Regions from separate parts of the Drosophila melanogaster genome. Here region 1 is linked to region 2. Evidence: chromatin contacts called from public targeted proximity ligation data. All regions are on one chromosome and are shown on one strand. The core of a region is the stretch at or near the end of the contact, and the rest is flanking DNA. Distances in the headings are between cores, read along the strand shown.

What was found.
Region 1: a contact with region 2 is called in a targeted proximity ligation map of the Kc167 cell line, with 3 times the contacts expected there. A contact is called at or near these places in 4 of 107 Hi-C or Micro-C datasets (the Clone 8 cell line, the D17-c3 cell line, the Kc167 cell line and 1 more) and 3 of 7 datasets of targeted methods (the Kc167 cell line and the S2 cell line).

Annotation. Positions count from the first base shown.
Region 1 is chr2L:13,772,627-13,775,463 of dm6, forward strand. CG43376 reads left to right here and starts at 1,371. Exons shown (of 2, transcript NM_001259095.2): 1 at 1,371-1,478; 2 at 1,535-1,729. The coding sequence starts at 1,407. The coding sequence ends at 1,684. TM9SF4 (Transmembrane 9 superfamily protein member 4) reads left to right here. Exons shown (of 7, transcript NM_001298978.1): 4 at 15-242; 5 at 307-490; 6 at 558-696; 7 at 757-1,279. The coding sequence ends at 857. It overlaps CG9008, which reads right to left. Exons shown (of 6, transcript NM_165055.3): 6 at 1,714-2,780. The coding sequence ends at 2,605.
Region 2 is chr2L:13,631,869-13,634,722 of dm6, forward strand. lncRNA:CR43410 (long non-coding RNA:CR43410) reads right to left here and starts at 1,298. Exons shown (of 1, transcript NR_047950.1): 1 at 808-1,298. kuz (kuzbanian) reads left to right here. Exons shown (of 13, transcript NM_165047.3): 7 at 1,526-1,672; 8 at 2,151-2,311; 9 at 2,371-2,605; 10 at 2,676-2,854.

The DNA of each region.
Region 1 (2,837 bases), core at 121-2,620, 140 kb after region 2:
TGTTTTTGCCGCAGCACTGGATTCTTCTTGAACTTTTTTATTTGGGACAAGTCGTCTAGCGGTGCCGTTCCCTTTACCACCATGATCTCACTGCTGCTGCTATGGTTTGGCATCTCTGTGCCCCTGGTCTACCTGGGCTTTTATTTGGGATACCGCAAGCAACCCTACCAGCATCCAGTGCGAACCAATATGATTCCGCGACAAGTGCCCACACAGCACTGGTACATGAATGCGGTTTTAAGGTGAGCAGACCTTTTTAAACGAGTCTCACTTTGCTAATCAAACCTTCCATGCGCATTTTTCCAGCACTCTGATGGCGGGCATCTTGCCCTTTGGCGCCGTCTTCATTGAACTCTTCTTTGTGTTCACGGCCATCTGGCAGAATCAGTTCTACTACCTGTTTGGCTTTCTATTCTTGGTGTTTTGCATCTTAGTCGTAAGCTGTGCCCAGATCTCTATAGTAATGACTTATTTCCAGCTCTGCGGTGAGGTAAGCTGATATAGTGAGCACTTAAAAAAGGTGATGGTTAATCACTTATTTATTTCTTTTCATGCAGGACTACCGCTGGTGGTGGCGCAGTTTTGTTGTGTCTGGCGGCTCGGCTGTTTATGTACTTTTTTATAGCATCTTCTACTTTTTCACAAAGCTGGAGATCACAGAGTTCATACCGACGCTGCTCTACCTGGGCTATACGGGTATGCTTGTGCAAAACCTCGCATATTCCAATAGATTTAACCATCCAATTTAACACCCAGGTCTTATGGTGCTCACATTTTGGCTGCTAACTGGCTCGATTGGCTTCTTCGCCGCCTACGTTTTCATTCTAAGAATCTACGGAGCTGTGAAGATCGACTAAGCTGTGTCACCCACTCGTCACGCTGTACACCAAACTATCCTTGCAATATCATTCGATCATAAATATATTTATAGAGCAACTGAACCCAGTCTCGTCCAGCTGCAGAAATCAATATAAACAAAACGGAAACTAAGCGAAAACTCGACGACTCAGCCATGTGAGCTAACTTCCCCTTCTTGTCCCCAGCTGCAGAAAGTCACCCACTAAGTAACCATTTACTAAGTCAAAACGCTAAATTCAGCAAGTACGTTTTGGAACCCCGGAAGTGACTCGATTTGCAGGAGCGTGAGCGTTGCGTTTTAGAATCAATCTAGAAATGCCTAATTTATATATGTATGTAAAGAATCTAATCTAAGCAACTGATATAAAACAAACAAAAATCAAATAAACTAAGCTTAATGTACGACACACCGCCGGTGAGTGTAAGTTTCTTAGCAGGAATCCAACTTGTCGCTTCTGTTCGTGTTTTATGAACTCGGAAACTTGAAGTTTTTAGCTCAGTTGCATTTCTACTTCGCTGCAAGCTAGTTCAACAAACCATATCTAAAAATGTTTCGCTTGCTTTTGGCATTAATTTGTGCATTTTCTTTGCCATATTTCCTAAGTACGGGAAGTCGAGAAGTAAGACTGACCTTTTTAAAAAGTCTGAGGCTAACGATATATGTATAATCCCCCAGGCTTGGAGAAAGACAGTGAAGGGTCGAGTGATGTCCAACGTCAGCATGACACTCTACTGGTGGATCCAGCAACACTTCCCGTATGAATTGGTAAAGAACGAGGACGAATGGGATGCAATTGGCGGCGATGTGTACGAGAGGCCAGAATAGTTTGAATATCATAAAAAGGCCGAATATATACTGTGAAATATTTGTAATCTGCAAAGTTTCAAGTACATCCTTTTGATTTTAAAGTTACAATTACATTGATTATTTAATTAATTGGTACATATAATTGCTTTTAGTATATTACACATATTAGCTTTAAAACATTATGTAAGTTATCTATATTCAATCGTATACAACTTCTTGATTGGGTGCTGACCAGAGCTAGTAGTGCCCATTGCTCATAACATTATTTCGCGTATTTTTGCTGAGTGTAGGTAAGATTCCGAAGCAAAAAGTGAGGTCATCACAATGGACGCAGATATCTTGTATGGTAACCAAGATTTAATGCTACTTTTTAGGGGATCGTTCCATTATTTTAAGATCCAGCTCTTTCACTTCCTAATCCGTAAAACTTAATGTAACTACTATCAATGCACAATTTCCTTTAAGTAGGCACAAACTAAGGATGATAAACAAAGTTAAGTGTACTATTCATTATCATTTTCTGCACAACACATTGCTAGATTACTTAAGAGATAGATTAGAGTCTAGAGACCGTGCGGGAACAACCCTCCTTCTGTTCATCCTGATTCTCCGCCAGCTACTCCGGACGCAGATGCTCATCTGTGGAAAAGTGCGCTTTGACATGGTTGCGAATCGGTTTACCTCATCGGGTTCCGATTCTTTAAACGCTAGCGATTCCGCTTGGTCTTGCGACTCACATTGCCCTCGATGATAATCTGATAGCATGCAAAGTAAAGAATTTGAATTGGAATATGGTGGTGTCTTGATCGACTCTAGTCGTATTGTAAGAAGTTGGTTAGATAGTTTTTCTTCCTGCAGCTGGATGGGTCTATGGTATAGGGACACTTGAATTGCTGGGTGTGGGAACAGGTGTGGTTGTTAGGATGGGTTAGATGGGGTTACTCCAGCACCGGCTGCTCTACCTGAAGGATCTGGCTGGCCTCGAAAGCGGTGCCCGGCAGCAGGATCACCGGCGATGTCACATTGCCCGCCTCCACGCACAACATGTTGGGGAACTCGTCGTCCCCGAAGTCACTCATCTCACGCGATCGATCGATCCAAGGATTCCAGATGACTGAATATATATCAAATATATCACTTCACACACTTTAAAATATCCTTTTGTGCCATT
Region 2 (2,854 bases), core at 48-2,547:
ATGTAAACTAATCTATATTAAATCTCTAAACATGTATTCCAACTTTATTAGCATTTTTCGGTAAAACAGCATATCATAACTTTAAGAAAACATTGGTGCAATCGTGAATTTGTTTACTTACCACTTATTCAGCGGAATTTCACGCTCCATAAACTGCAGGAATCCTTTTGTCGCATTCCGCGGAGTTGCCTACTTTTTGGGGCATCTGCAGAGCGATTGGGGCTTAGCAATCATCCAATCAGCTGACCTCCTTCAGCGCGTACAGCGTATGCAATCAACCGTTATGGCCCGCAACGGTGCTCCACCACCCACCTATCGCCTCCACCACCCGCTCCAAGTCACACCCACCGCTCCCCGCATTTGGAGCCATTCTCTCGCCGCACTTTTATGTTTACGTTCATTTTTTCGCATTGTTCGCGTACAATGATGATGTCGACGTCAACATCCTCGTCAACGGAGTGCCAGCCCTATTTCCGTTTCCGCTCACGCCCACGTCCTTGCCTCCACCTCCTTCTCCTTCTCTTTGTCTTCGCTCTTACCTCTGCCCCTCTTTTTCTACTCCACGTGTGTTTATTTGCAATGAGTTTTGCATAATTCGCGCATTTGTTTCGCTCACTCTTCCTTCGCTTCCCTATGTATTATATATCCCGATTTTTGTCGCGCTTTGTTTTCAAATCCTTGCACGGGCATCATAAATTTGCCAAGCAGCTAACTATGAATACGTTTGGCACTAGAAAAAACTATTAATATAGAATATTTACACCTTATTCTAAACTAAGCCATTTGCATATTAAACTATAGTTTTCTACAAAATGTAGATATTTTTATTTGCAAGGGTATATGAACATCGGTTTAAAAAAAATTCGCATTTTCCATTTTCCATTCGCTTTTGCCTTTGTCTCTTGCGCCCCGCGGCATTTTGATTTTTGAGCCAAAATCGGTGGAGAGCTGTTGCAGGATCCGGATGTTTTGGGGAGTGCGCATAAAACCTTATAAACTTCAGCTGAAATATTCGACGGGCTTAGCTGAATTTGCATTTTTATACAAATATATTTGCGCAGCGTTGCTTGTTGGGTGGTAGAGTGTGGGAATAGGCATGGATTGGATTGGATGAGCGCCGGATGAAAGGGCCGTTTGAAGAGGTCCTTTTTGTTTGTCTGGCGTGGTGGGGGCTCACTACGCACTCGTTTACACGGATGTCAGCCGCATTTCTGCGCCATCTCCATCGCATTGCGGCTGTGGGACTACCGCTCCACGACCCAAAATAAGTCAAGTGATACCACATTAATTAAATCGGTCTACCTGTTCGGTTAACAAACAATCCCTTTTCAAACTGACAGTATTATAAAAGCATATCGAATTATTTATAAAGAAATTAGCAATGATTTTAAGATTTGGTTAACCCACCATTTTGAAATTTACACTTTAGGCTGATTTTAACAATTATATCTTTTGACTAGTAAACTTGTAAATTGGCGTTAATTTTTGTCAACACCATTTGACGTGCTCTCCTTTTTGTTTGCAGCACGATCGTGGACGCAAGTACGAGGTGGATGAGAAAACGCGCGAGGAAATCACATCGTTGATTGCACATCACGTGACGGCCGTTAATTACATTTACCGCAACACAAAGTTCGACGGACGCACCGAGCATCGCAACATACGCTTTGAGGTGAGTACACAAACGCCCACCCACACACACACGCACGCACGCACACACACACAGCGGGAATTCCGCGGACAAACAATGATGATGCGATAAGGACAAAGCGGCAGGACCCGCCTCACAGGATCCCCTGACCACATGCGGCCCTTGGTAGCTGGTTAAACCATGCGTAGACAGGAATTTAGTGGAGCGTATATTAAAGCACCATATGGGCTCCCCAGATTATGGTTCCTGTGTCGCCCGCGACTAATTGATTGTGTTAATTATAAAGCGTATCAATAAATTGTGGGTCAATTTGTCGCATTCGTGAAATTTTTCAATTGTAGAACTGCATCAAAACTTTATATTCATGTGTATATGTCCCCTGTCCCCCAAAGTATCAATAAATTGTGTGTAAATGCAAAGGGTTTTAGCTCAATTAGTGTAAATATTGTTTCAAAAACGAACTTTTGCGACTCTAAAAATCTATCCATTTCATTCCCAGGTGCAACGCATTAAGATCGATGACGATTCGGCCTGTCGCAATTCCTACAATGGTCCACACAATGCCTTTTGCAATGAACACATGGATGTCTCGAACTTTTTGAATCTGCATTCCCTAGAAGATCACTCGGACTTTTGTTTGGCTTACGTGTTCACCTACAGGTTGGTCATTGGCTTAGGCAGAATTTTCGGATTTATTTTATAATCTGCATCTTCTACAGAGATTTCACTGGCGGCACTTTGGGTCTGGCCTGGGTGGCCAGTGCGTCGGGAGCCTCTGGTGGAATTTGCGAGAAGTACAAGACGTACACGGAAACGGTGGGTGGACAGTACCAGAGCACCAAGCGATCACTCAACACGGGCATCATCACCTTTGTCAACTACAACAGCCGGGTGCCGCCGAAAGTGTCGCAGCTTACGTTGGCACACGAGATTGGCCACAACTTTGGATCACCTGTAAGTCTTTTAACTCTTGTGTTGCCCACAGTTGGTATATCTCTTTAACTTTAATATACTCCATCCACAGCACGATTACCCGCAGGAATGTCGTCCTGGTGGCCTAAATGGCAATTACATTATGTTCGCCAGTGCCACCTCCGGTGATAGGCCAAATAACTCCAAGTTCTCGCCCTGCTCCATTCGGAACATCTCCAATGTCCTTGACGTGCTGGTGGGCAACACGAAGCGCGACTGCTTCAAGGCCTC